Regions from separate parts of the Mus musculus genome. Here region 1 is linked to region 2. Evidence: chromatin contacts called from public promoter capture Hi-C data. All regions are on one chromosome and are shown on one strand. The core of a region is the stretch at or near the end of the contact, and the rest is flanking DNA. Distances in the headings are between cores, read along the strand shown.

The links. Capture Hi-C pulls out chosen DNA fragments and counts their contacts.
Region 1: a contact with region 2 is called in a promoter capture Hi-C map of adipose tissue, with 6 times the contacts expected there. The contact joins the promoter of Hoxa7 here to the promoter of Nfe2l3 in region 2. A contact is called at or near these places in 10 of 39 promoter capture datasets (the 3T3-L1 cell line, HPC-7-derived erythroid cells, embryonic stem cells and 4 more), 1 of 15 datasets of contacts at CTCF or cohesin (embryonic stem cells), 4 of 484 Hi-C or Micro-C datasets (cerebral cortex and embryonic stem cells), 5 of 115 datasets of contacts at active chromatin or transcription factors (acute myeloid leukemia, bone marrow-derived macrophages, embryonic stem cells and 2 more) and 4 of 9 other capture datasets (adipose tissue, embryonic stem cells, liver and 1 more).

Annotation. Positions count from the first base shown.
Region 1 is chr6:52,216,790-52,222,768 of GRCm38.p6, reverse strand. It overlaps Hoxa7 (homeobox A7), which reads left to right and starts at 4,196. Exons shown (of 2, transcript NM_010455.2): 1 at 4,196-5,739. The coding sequence starts at 5,364.
Region 2 is chr6:51,429,200-51,435,196 of GRCm38.p6, reverse strand. It overlaps Nfe2l3 (nuclear factor, erythroid derived 2, like 3), which reads right to left and starts at 2,528. Exons shown (of 4, transcript NM_010903.2): 1 at 1,784-2,528. The coding sequence starts at 2,290.

The DNA of each region.
Region 1 (5,979 bases), core at 2,947-5,446, 790 kb before region 2:
ACTCACAAAAAAAAAAAAAAAAAAAAAAAAAAAAAAGGACTGAAGAAGCCTTTGGAAGTAGGGTGGTCGAGTTGAGGGCTGGAAGTCAAGGAGCTGTGTAAGAAAACTCTGAGGAGGCAGGCAGGAGCCACATGTCGGCAATGAGGCTGCTCCTTCAAATAGTCAGGGGTTTTCAGAGAGTGGAAAAGCCATACCCTTGTGCCCCATTGAGTCCTGCCAACCTGGCCGGAGGCGGGTTGGGGGTAGGGGCTCAGCATCCTACACTGCTAAGCCACCTTCGGAGTCCCCACAGAAGCAGGCCTTAGCAACCGACAAGCCCCGAAGCGCCATAAAAGAAAATGAGGGCTGTTACCCTTTATGGGGTGTAAAGGGCTGCGTAGGGGGAACGACTGCCTTCGGAGGCCCAAGCGCCTTCCAGATGTAGCCAGAGGATTCTGCCTCGCCTCACACCCCCCAATTCTTTTCCTTCGCACCCCCATCTCTCTGCAATGTTGACTGTCTTCTAAGCCGGGAAAGGGGGACCAGGGTGAGGGTGGATGGGGCTTCTCCTTAACCCCCACCCCCAACGAGCCGCCAGGTTGGCACGCCCTCTGTTGTTGCAGACAGAAAGGACTTCAAAGCTTATGCAGTAAGGGTGTGCCATAAAGGAAGGTCTGCGAACTGTCTGGAATTCGGCTCTTAATGAGTTTACAACTGTCCAGCTCCAATTAGGGTATCCCACCAAAACCCTTTCATTTGTTTGCTCTGTCTGCCTCCGATAAAGAGACTGCGGAAACAGCCCTCTTTTATGGGTATTGCCCCCTCGGCAGCGTAGGTTCCTGGCTCCCCAAGGATTCCCCAGGGACAGGGCCCTCGCTCCGCCCATGGGAGTGGAACGCTGGTGGGGTCACAGGCGTTGCCGAAGTTCACGCGGGCCAGAGCAGCTGCGGCTGCAGTGCCAAGAAAATTCCAGGAGATGGCAGTGTGGCTCCACGCAAGAGGCTTTCTCGCCGCCATCTCCGGCCGCCGAGACCTAGGAAGCTCCTAAAATGTCGACTTGAAGCGAGCCTTTCTGGAATGGGATTTGTGTGAGCAGCAGTCGTATATTTTCCCTGCTGCTCATGCCAGCCTGAAAGCCTCCAAGGGACACAGCATGCGCCGGGGCTTGCCTGACCTTCGGCGCTCGCTCCTCCCCGGCCCCATTCCGAGACCGCTGTGTTGCGTGGCAGCAGCGACGCCGAAGGTGCGGGGCTGTGGCTGAGAACGCCAGTTCCATTTCAGGGTCACAGTCCTCATCCCAGCAGAGATCTAGGGACAGCGAGGCGCACGGGGAACGGGTCGTTCACGATCGAAGAACAAGGGAATGAACACCTACGGCCCCAGGACCAGATGAACCCACAGAGAGCGCATCCTGTGGCCACGGGTTCCGCCGACCCGTGAGGTCCCCAAACCTGGTTCAGGGTGGGGGGGTACCAGGCCTAGCTAGCCACCACCAGTATGGGGAGAGAGAGAGAGAGAGAGAGAGAGAGAGAGAGAGAGAGAGAGAGAGAGAGAGATCGGGGACTTGGTCGGTTTGAATACCTGACCTTAAAATTAGGCGGCTGAAAATTGGTTATAAAGTCATACTTGGTGGCTGTCTTGTGTAGATCTTCGGGGAACTTGGCCACGCTGGGGTAACTTGGGGCATAGTCTAGGAACTGTTAGGTTGTTCGAAAATAAATGATCTATACGTTTAAATAAGTACATTAACACTCTAGCTTCAAAACGCATTCATATGGTTGAAGTCGTTCTTGCTTCTCAGGCCGTGGTATTTCTTTGGCATTGAAAGGCCAAGGCTACTCTGGTGTCGCCGGTTGAGGAGGCTAGAAGAAAGAAAAAAAAATCCCCATTCATTCTCAGGCTACTTTTAATGCTAGATGTCCCCAGCTTCAGAGCAAGGCGGCTAGTGTGTGGGATCAGACTCTGGGGTAGGATGGTTTCGGAAAGAAAACACAAGAGCAAAAAGAAAACTAACCCTTCGAAGCGCCGTGAATATAGACCGTACAGTGCATTTATTTGGGTCGTAATAGTCTCGGCCAAGCCCACAAAATGTTTATGACTCGCATCTCCGTGCTGAATGCGCTGTAAAACCAGGGACTCGATCCTGGCTGACGTATCTCCTGGGTCTCCCTCTCTTTCTCTCTCTTACTCCCTTAAAAAAAAATCTTCCTGCACACACGTAGGTACTACAGGCATATATCCTCGTTATATTTCCGTATGTAATTCATGCTACTTCACAGCATCTGATTGTAGGAAGGGTTTTATAGCTTCTTGGAGAGAGCACCAAGAGATACCTATCCTAATCCTGAGAAATCTATATTTATGTTACTGCTGAGCAGTGGGCACAAATAGAATGCTCCAGTTTTCTAACAATGGAAGTCACTGGTTGGCAGCAGCCGCTTCCCTCCACGGATCACAGAGGCCCTAGGTAGGTGCAGGCCTCCAGGAGCTCAGAGGCCTGGTGAAATGACTAGGCCAGCAGCCTCCCTTGCCCTTGGCCGACTGGCGGCGGGGCAGGCTGCTCTCTGGTCTTCGCTGCTGAGAGGTTTTTCACAGCCTGTCGCTGTCTTCGTCCGGACAAGACCCGGCAAGGAACTGGGCTTATTTATTCGCTTCGGGTAGGAATTGGTGGCCGCGTCCAAGTCAGGCGCCTTTCACTAAGTCGGGGGACATAGTCTCCAAGCCCAATAGCTGAAGCCCACCATCTTCTCAGGGGAGGAGACTAGAAAGGTTCAAAGTCCCCCAAACTCAGCACCACTGGACTCTCTAGAAGGCGCCGTTTTGCTGCAAAGGTCTGCGTTTACATTCTAAACCTAGATTTAAACATTGAGGACTATCTGGCCACAGGAAACGGAGGAAACAAACTCTGGCAGTAGGTTTGAAAGCTAGTTCTGGGACAGCGTTGGGAAATATTTAGATAGCAGATTAAAAACTGGGTCTGGGCTCAATAGTGTGTGAATATTTTCACACATAACAGATACATTTCCATTAAATAAGTAGGGAGCCAACAGTCAGAAAACATATAATTAAATAGGCCTTGCTGAGAGTCTGATTTTGTTCAAAGTCTGCCAAGGGAAAAGAGACACAGAAACGAAGTGAGGGTTTTTGGTGAGTCTTGAATCCCACTCAGAGGGAAGACTTGTGCCCAGAAGTGCCAAGACCTTGAAAACAGCAGAATTTGGGACCTATTTGGCCTTGGCAAACTAGCACAGAGTCTCTTGTGGGAACCACTTAGTCCTTTCAGGCCAAATTCAGATGACCTTCCTAGGTGTGTTAGTGTCGTGTTTTTCCTGTTCAACCCAACTCCGAACTCTGGTTGTCAGGTCTCCTTCTAAAGAGAAGTTCCACTTTAGACACGTGCCTTTGGACTGCTCCAGTCTCCTGAGTCTAGACAGACCGCCTGGGCCTGCCTGGCCTTTCACTGTGCGCCCTTCTGTGTCACCCCAGGAACAATTTATTGGTCTAAAGCAGTCTAATTTCGCCTCTTTGATCTCCTAGCCTTCTTTTGGTTTGCTTCATCTTCTTTTAGCTATTTTAGAATTTTATTTCTCTCTTAGAAGACACTGTTATTTCGATTTCTACCCCCTCCCTGTTTCACCTCTTCTGTTTCCCATCCTGGTCCACCATAAAGTGGATCCCGGATATTGCCGCCTTAGGGTCCTTATGCTCCAGGGGAGATAGCCCAGCTCCCACCTGCCCTCCTCCCCACCAAAACCTGAGCCCTTTACTAGGTAGGAGCTGGGGTTCGTTCCAGCGGGATTTGAACATCCCTCTGTCTTTTGTGCTTCCAAGACCCCCCTGAGAGGATGCGGTAAACGGGGGTGGGGTAGGTGGAGGCAGCCTGGACCCACTGAAAGTGATAAGAAAGTGCTTTGTACACCAGGAACCAAACTCTATAATTTAGAGGAGAATTTCCGGGGCAATTCCATTGTGAAGTCGGGTTTATGATGTGCAATCGAGCTGAGCAGTAAAAGGTCGCCAGTCTTCCAGCATGGCCTGAGCAGTTTATGAGGCGTTTAGGGGAAGGGTTCACCCAAATATCCTCCAGAGAGCGTTGGGCAGCAGAGCCTTCACCCGACCTATCATTGCAGGGGGAGGGGGTCTGAAGCCCAGCAAGGTAAGCCCCCAGGGTGGGCTACTATTTGGGAGAGAACGAGGCTGTGCTTAGCAAGCACACAGTGCTTAGAAAGGTGAAGCCGCGGGATCTGGGTGGCCCCTAGAAAGGGCTCCCTTATTCGCTTTTATTGTCTCCTAAAGAACTGGGGTTCCACAATGAGCTACAGCACCCAGGTCCTGAGATTACCTCTCCTGTCTCTAATCCAGCTCTAAAACTGTTACCGGCCCACAGGGTGGAAGGCTTGCTTGCCTGAGAGCCGCCAGGAGTGTATGACGGATGTGTTTTAAAATTTGTGGAGCCGAGTTTCTCCCAAACTGAATGAGGATACCCCAGTTTTTTGTCATCTAGGGGGTAACTAGGGGTTGTGGCAAGGACAAAGCGGGTGTTGAGCTATCTCTGGAGTTGCTGCCAGCCAGCCAGGTGCCCAGGAGCAAATGCAGAGAAACTGCCAGGGCCGCAGTGTCCGGGAGGAGAAAAGGAATCCCATGTTAGTATATCTGTTGGCAAATGAGGCTCATTAATAGATAAATATTTCACTGCTTCCTTTAGGGCAGATAAACAGTGCGCCGCCGATTAAAGAAAGGAAGCTGAGAGACGTTGACTTTATTCGAACCACATGGTTCCAGTTTGTGGCAGCGGTCTCTCCGCTCGGCTAGAGGAGACACCGCGCCTGCGGTGTTGGCGCTGGAGCATCAAATCAGGTCTTAAAGGTTTCCCTGCTTATAGAGAGAGGTGGGCAAAGAGTGGATTTCCCTCTCTAGACCATCTTTGGGCGGACAGGTTACAGAGACCCTGGGTCTTGGACCCTCAGAGAGGGCCCGAACAGGGGGAATCCACACAGTGGATCTGGGGTTCAGGAATAGGTATGAGGTTGTCGGGGGAGGGGGCGAGATCCCTGCCTCCAGGCTTCGGCGGCTGGGACGGGGCTCTGGCGGAGCCTAGGGGTCTGATTGCGTCGGGCGCCCTGGCAGCCCGGTGCAGGCAGGCCGCGTCTGTGAGCCTCTTCCCCTTCCATTCTAGGAGGCAGGCGGCCCGTGGCGCGGGACCACCTGTGAGGGCTGCTGAGATTGGCGGAGGCGGTCATGTGGGCGGTCACGTGCCGCGGCGAGCTCCGTCCAAAAGAAAATGGGGTTTGGTGTAAATCTGGGGGTGTAATGTTATCATATATCACGCTACCTCGTAAAACCGACACTGAAAGCTGCCGGACAACAAATCACAGGTCAAAATTATGAGTTCTTCGTATTATGTGAACGCGCTTTTTAGCAAATATACGGCGGGGGCTTCTCTCTTCCAAAATGCCGAGCCGACTTCTTGCTCCTTTGCACCCAACTCGCAGAGAAGCGGCTACGGGCCGGGCGCCGGCGCCTTCGCCTCCACTGTGCCGGGCTTATACAATGTCAACAGCCCCCTCTATCAGAGCCCCTTCGCGTCCGGCTATGGCCTGGGAGCCGACGCCTACAACCTGCCCTGCGCCTCCTACGACCAAAACATCCCCGGGCTCTGCAGTGACCTCGCCAAAGGCGCCTGCGACAAGGCGGACGAGGGCGTGCTTCACGGCCCGGCCGAAGCCAGTTTCCGCATCTACCCCTGGATGCGCAGTTCAGGTAGGCTCAGTGGTCGGCGGGGTCGGCGAGCGGGAGGAGCGGAGGGGCGGGAGCAGGGCGCGGGGGGCTGAGAGAGCCCAGCCCGGCGGCTTCCAGCCGGCGGCCCCGCAAGTCCCCGTGGCGCTGCCTTTCTGGTTTTAATTAGAGCTGAGGCGCCATAGCGTGGAGAGACCCGTAGCATTGTATGTAAATGAGGCTCATAAAACTTTTTATGGCCCAATTAATGGGTTCGATCCTCGT
Region 2 (5,997 bases), core at 1,279-3,778:
AGACAAGTACAGGGCATTTCCACCATGGCGCTGGAAAGGCCTCAGCAACTGATCAGCTTGACTGAAAAGAAACAACCCCCACACGGTTACCCTGGCCTTGCAGAAGCACCTGCAGCCCAGCCTGGGAAGGCACTGTCAAGAGAGTTGCTGGGGGTCTGGTGGAAGACTGGAGGGCATGGGACCACCGTGGCTTTGTTCTCTCCTCCTCGAAGAAAGACAGACTCCAGGTCGTCCTTGTGAGAACCATTGACACAGAGGGTAAGAAGGGAGAGGGAGGAGCTGCCGGACGCCTGGGTTCAGATTCTGCCCACCATAACTAGCTGGTTCTGGTACCTTGCACAAGTTTTTAAACCCGTGTTTCAGTTCCCAGGCCATCAGAGCTGCCTCCAAAACCAGCCCACCAGTCTAGATAGGTATCAACCAGGCAATGGTAGGAAGGAAGCCTTCAGAGAGAAAATCTTCTATTCCCTTCAAAGGTCTGTACACTTAGCAAGCTGGATGACATTTGGCTGTGAGACTGGTGTGGCACCACCTCGTACAGAATCCACCCAGGGTTTCAAAGTCACACTTTGCAGGACCAGAAAAGGTGTGGAGGTAGCAGGTACTCTCCTAAAATGAGAGATGCCTCTCCTCGGGTGACACCCTTCCCTCTTGGGAGTTCAGATCCATAGACTGGAAGAGGGAGTGGCTTCCTGTTAGTTCTAAACCATCAGGGGCCTATCACCGCTAGCACTAACCCCCACCCTATTAGCTCCCTTCCCAGAGAGGAGGAAGGGATCAGAACAGCCTAACAATGAATCACTAGCACCTCTCGCAATGACCCCTCCAAGAAAGGGTGGAGGAGCCCGTCAGACAACTGCCTACACAAACGGTGATTTTGAACAGCCGCAAACAAACCAGTTTAGTTCCAATTCCCATTTTGCACAAGACTGCTTTTCACAAAAACAACCTCCTACAAACACTTGTGGATTGACATCAGTTAACCTCAAGCACTGGGCCTAAAAGGGAGCCAGTTCCCCCCCCCCCCCACCCGCACCCCCTGGGAGACAGGAGCGCTTTAGTTGCCAGGTCTTTCCTGAGGTTTTCGCCCACAGATCTTGCAGAACTGTTTAGAAACAAAAAGTTCAGCTGCAGGGGAGCACCGGCAACCAAAGGGAACTTACTACGTGTCATGTTTATGTCAATTATGGATTTCACACGTCCCATTAGGGAGTATTCTCAGGCAAGGGTGGGATGGTAGATCACAGAGAGACCACCTGCACTGAACACCGAGCCTACTTAGTCCAGGAGCACAACAACACATCCACAAACGTTTAAACTCAGGGCAAGGATCGTGTCTCGGCTTAGGTGCGTGGTTCTTCAGAGAGATGCACATCTTCTCAGGGGCTGAGGCCTCCTTCATATTCTCTACTCCGGTACAGGTTCCCCATCAAGGCATCTTAATGCATTCGGGGTACGATTAAAGGCCACGTCCAGACAGCACCATTCCCTCTAGCTTCCCCATTACCAAAATACCCTCCACAGCCATCAAACACAAGGAAGGGTGGTCTCTGCACGCAATGGATTTCATACACTTTCCCTAAAAGCAAATCCCCAGAACTCACCCTCTTCATTCAAAAGGAGGCGGGGCACATTTGTCCCGCAACCTGTAACTACCTAGAGTAGGGAGAAAAGAGAGCCCGGGTGTGACCCTGCCTAGTCATCGGGACCCTAGAGCTCGGGGCCAGTTCTTTCTGCCCTGGAGGGCGTAGACGTGCTTCTCGCTTGCGTTTTTTTAGGTTACCTGGCTCCCGCATCCGCCTGCATCTGGCACCTGCGCCGTCGGTTCGGCCGCCTTCTCCTCCTCTTCCTCAGCGGCCAGAGGGCTGCTATGAGCCGCTCGGGGGTCCCCGCCGCCCGCGGATGCTGACTGGCCGCCGTCTCCCACGGCCGACGAGGCGGCGGTGCCGAGCAGCCCGTGGGCCCCGTCTGCGTTCCCAGTCGCCACGCTGTGCACTAGCCACGCGTCCACGCGGGTGCGGGGAATGAAGGGGACCCCGAGCGCGCGCACTTCGTGCAGCAGCCGGCCTTTGGCAGGTAGCAGGGGGGTGCGTTCCCAGCCTTCCGAAGCCGAGAAGGGGTTAGAAGCCGAGGCGGGGCGGGTGGGGCAGAGTGGGAGCAGCTCTTCCCAAAGTGCGGCGGCCGGCGGCGGCAGGAAGAGGTCCAGGTCCACACGGAGCCCTACCAAGCTCAACAGAATCGTGAGTTGCAGGAGGCCGCCGCCCGCCCACCAAGGCTTCGGGAGCTTCATCTCCCACGGTGCGCCGGGGATGCCTGTGTCCACCCGGCTTGGCACTACAGCCGCCCCTGTGGCACCAGCCGAAAAGACAATGGACCAGGGCGTACAAGGGGCCGTTGCAGCCTCACCCCAGCCAGGCACAAAGGCGCTCCCTCGGCTGCCCACACAGTGCCTGGCGCGGCCGGGGACCCAGAGAGGCGGAGGAGACACCTGCAACACCCAGCTCTCAGAACCCGCCCCATTGCCTGGCAACGCCCACAGTTAAGTCCCGCCCCCTTCAAACTTCGCCCCGCCCCGAGCCGCAGGCACAGCCCCTGGGACACACTCATATCTGTTCTGGGCTCCAGGCCTCTTTATAGGAGGAGTTTCAAAGCATTTTGGAATGGAAGCAGATTTAAAGCTCCCAGATGCCCCTGGCAGCCCTGTGGTAGTGACCTGGACCACTCTAGCTGAAAAAACCTATGGGTGGGAGTGGAGGAAAGTTGGAGAAGTTGGGAGGAGACAAGGATGTTTAAACTAGGGAGAAAGTAGCCAGTTTTGAGCACTAAGCACAAGTGGTCACAGGTGGGCAACTACTGGCCAGCACGGAGGGTAAGAGGAGTAGACCCTAAATTCAGATTGCACCCCCATCACCAGACAGCGAGGGTTTCTTAATAATCAGTGTTTCTGTTTCCTTGTCGGCAAAACAAGGAGAATAGTACCCCAAATAGGGATTCAGGGAGATCAGATGAAATCTACGAAAGTCAGGAATCGATACAGATTCCAAGCCTCCTTTTCAGTGAAAGAATATTATATAGACACATGCACATATCTACACCTTTACAGAGTCTTCACTATTCCCTAGACATACTTTGCAAATTGTTAGTCTTCTCTCATGGCATTTTTGCTTCATACCTGAGGGCTGAGAATACCAGCTCTACAGGACTTGTGTGTGTTCAAATCCACCAGCCCCAACACTGCTTTCTAGGTTGAACTTAGGCAAAATTTCACTTTATGTGTCTTTCCGGAGATTCGGGCAAACCATCAAGCACAGGCAGGAAGTACTCTATTATCTGTGGGTTGTTGCCCCCTCATCTTCTAAGGGGTAGCCCCCTAAAGCTCCATCCTCTGAATATTCAGCATATGGGATTAATCTCTCTCCCATCTGTTCTCCCACAGAGCTTTCCCCAGCTGCCAGCATTGCAGCACTTGGCCTATTCTACTTTGTGGTTTACAGAGGCCGAGGGTTAGTATGACTTGACTCTTGTAAACTCTTGAGGGCCAGGAACCTGTTTGGCTCACCTTTGTACCTACACAGTACCCAACATGGGCTTTGCAAGTGGAGATTTTACCAAGCCCTCCTGGTTCCCCCTGGGGAACCTAGCCCCACTTAGGGTTTGTCAACTTAGAAAATTTGTAAGATGCTCTCCCTTCTTCCTCCTTTCCTCTCCCTCCCTCCCTCCTTCCCTCTCTCCTCCTTCCCTTCCTTCTCTCCCTTCCTCCCTTTCTCCTTTCTTCCTTCTCTCCTTTCCTCTCTCTCTCTTTCCCTCCCTCCCTCTCTTTCTTCCTGGAGGTCTCTCCCTCCCTTTTCCCCTCCCTCTTTCCATTCCTCTCTCTTCTTCCCTCCTTCTCTCCTTTCCTCCCTCCCTCTTTCCCTTCCTCCTTTTCTCTCTCCCCAGGGGCTATCTAGTATGACAAATCTTGTCCAGCAAAAGTAGAAGCAAAGATTTTTGTTTTTAGGAGTTGCTAGGGATAGACTGCCCAGAGCTACAGACATATCCAGTCCTTGGTTTTCTGAGACAATGTCTCAATGTGTATTCCTGGCTGGACTCATATGTTCCAACCCCCTGCCTCCCTAGTATGAGAATGACAAGAAGTGTACTGCCATGCCAGGCAGAAGGTGTTTCTGCTTTAAGTCTTGAGTGATTGGGAATGAGGGTGCGTTTATGGGGATGGGGGTGATACTGGGATGATCTTGGCTCAGTAAATGTCTGCCACATTCAGCTTTTTATAGACTGATTTTCTCCCTCGTGTGCTGTTGGAGATTGCGAAGAATATGAGATGGGACGCCTGAGCTCAGTAGCTTGGAGCTCGTTAGGGGCGTAAGATGCTCTCCCTTCTTCCTCCTTTCCTCTCCCTCCCTCCCTCCTTCCCTCTCTCCTCCTTCCCCTCCTTCTCTCCCTTCCTCCCTTTATATAAATCTGTGAAATTCTTAGAAACAAGGATGGCACTTGAGTTCTAAAACACTGTGATGTAAGTGACTTATGGGTTTCTCTAGTACATGCTGTGAACCAAATAAGAATATAGATGAGCCATCAGTCATGGTAGCAACTTTCAGAACCTTATACATAGTTGGTGCCCCCAAAATGTTTCATTTCCCCCATGGTTGGGATGTAGCTCAGTTGGTAGAGTGCCTGACAAGCATGCACAAACCCGGGTTTGACAGATGGCAAGGGTTGGTTTCCTCCTTACCGTAATAGCTCCCAGGGATTGAACTCAGGCTAGCAGCTTTGGTGGCAAGTGTCTTTCCCCAGTGAGCCATATTCACAGCCCAAGTCCTGGAGTTCCTTCCCAGCAGCACATAAACTGGACAGATGTATGTGGTGGTTGCTGTCCACCTACAACCCCGGGAGCTCGGATGAAAAAGCAGAAGGATCAGGCAAGAGTTCAAACACAGACAGGGTTACGTAAGCCTTTGTCTAAGAAAGACTAAATTAATTAATTAATTAATTAATTAATTAATTAATTAGTTAAAAGGGTAGATACCACCAGGCAGTGGTGGCACACACCTTTAGTCCCAGCACTCAGGAAGCAGAGGCAGACAGATTGATTTTTGAGGCCAGTCTGGTCTACAGAGTAAGTTCCAGGACAGGCAAGGTTATACAAAGAAACCCTGTCTCAAGCTCCCTCCCTTGGAGGGGTGGGGTTGGGGGAAGGGTAGCTGGCCTGGAACTCAGTATGTAGGCTAGGCTAGCCTGGAATTTAGTGAGATGCAGATCCATCTACCTCTGCCGCTGGGCAGGGCTGCGATTAAAGTGTGTGCTACTACATTTGGCAAGCAGGGCATTTTTTTTTTTTTTTTTTTTTTGGTGTTTTTGAGACAGGGTTTCTCTGTGTAGTCCTGGCTGTCCTGGAACTCACTTTGTAGACCAGGCTGGCCTCGAACTCAGAAATCCGCCTGCCTCTGCCTCCCAAGTGCTGGGATTAAAGGCGTGGGCCACCACGCCCGGCTAAGCAGGGCATTTTTAAAAGTCACTTGTATTTATAAAATCCTTAAATCAATGTGTGGCTCCCTCTTTCTCCCTGGAGGCTGGTGGCCAACAGCCTGAGGGGAGAGAGGAAGCAGAAGCAGAGAACAGGGTTCGGAGTGGGGAGGGCCCTGAGTACGGACTGAATGACCTCCAGGAGACCCGAGACCACATCAGCGAGATGAGTCTACTTTAGGGGTACAGGTGGGAAGGGCTTATCGGGCATGGCATCAAGCGAGCAGTCAGGGCTGATTGGTTATAGTACAACACCTAAGTATCATGTGGTGGGAAGCCAGAGAAGACATGTGTGCTCAGTTATGCAGCCCGGCAGAGAGCTCTGTACAAAGTCACTTTTCAGACGAGGCCAGCCACCTGTGTTCAGGGACATTCTCCAGACAAAGACAGGCAGAGACAGGGAAGCCCCGCTGAGAAAGGGAGCCCTCCGTTTTTGTGCGGAACTCAGAAAGCCATCTGGTCGTGGGGGACTGCTAC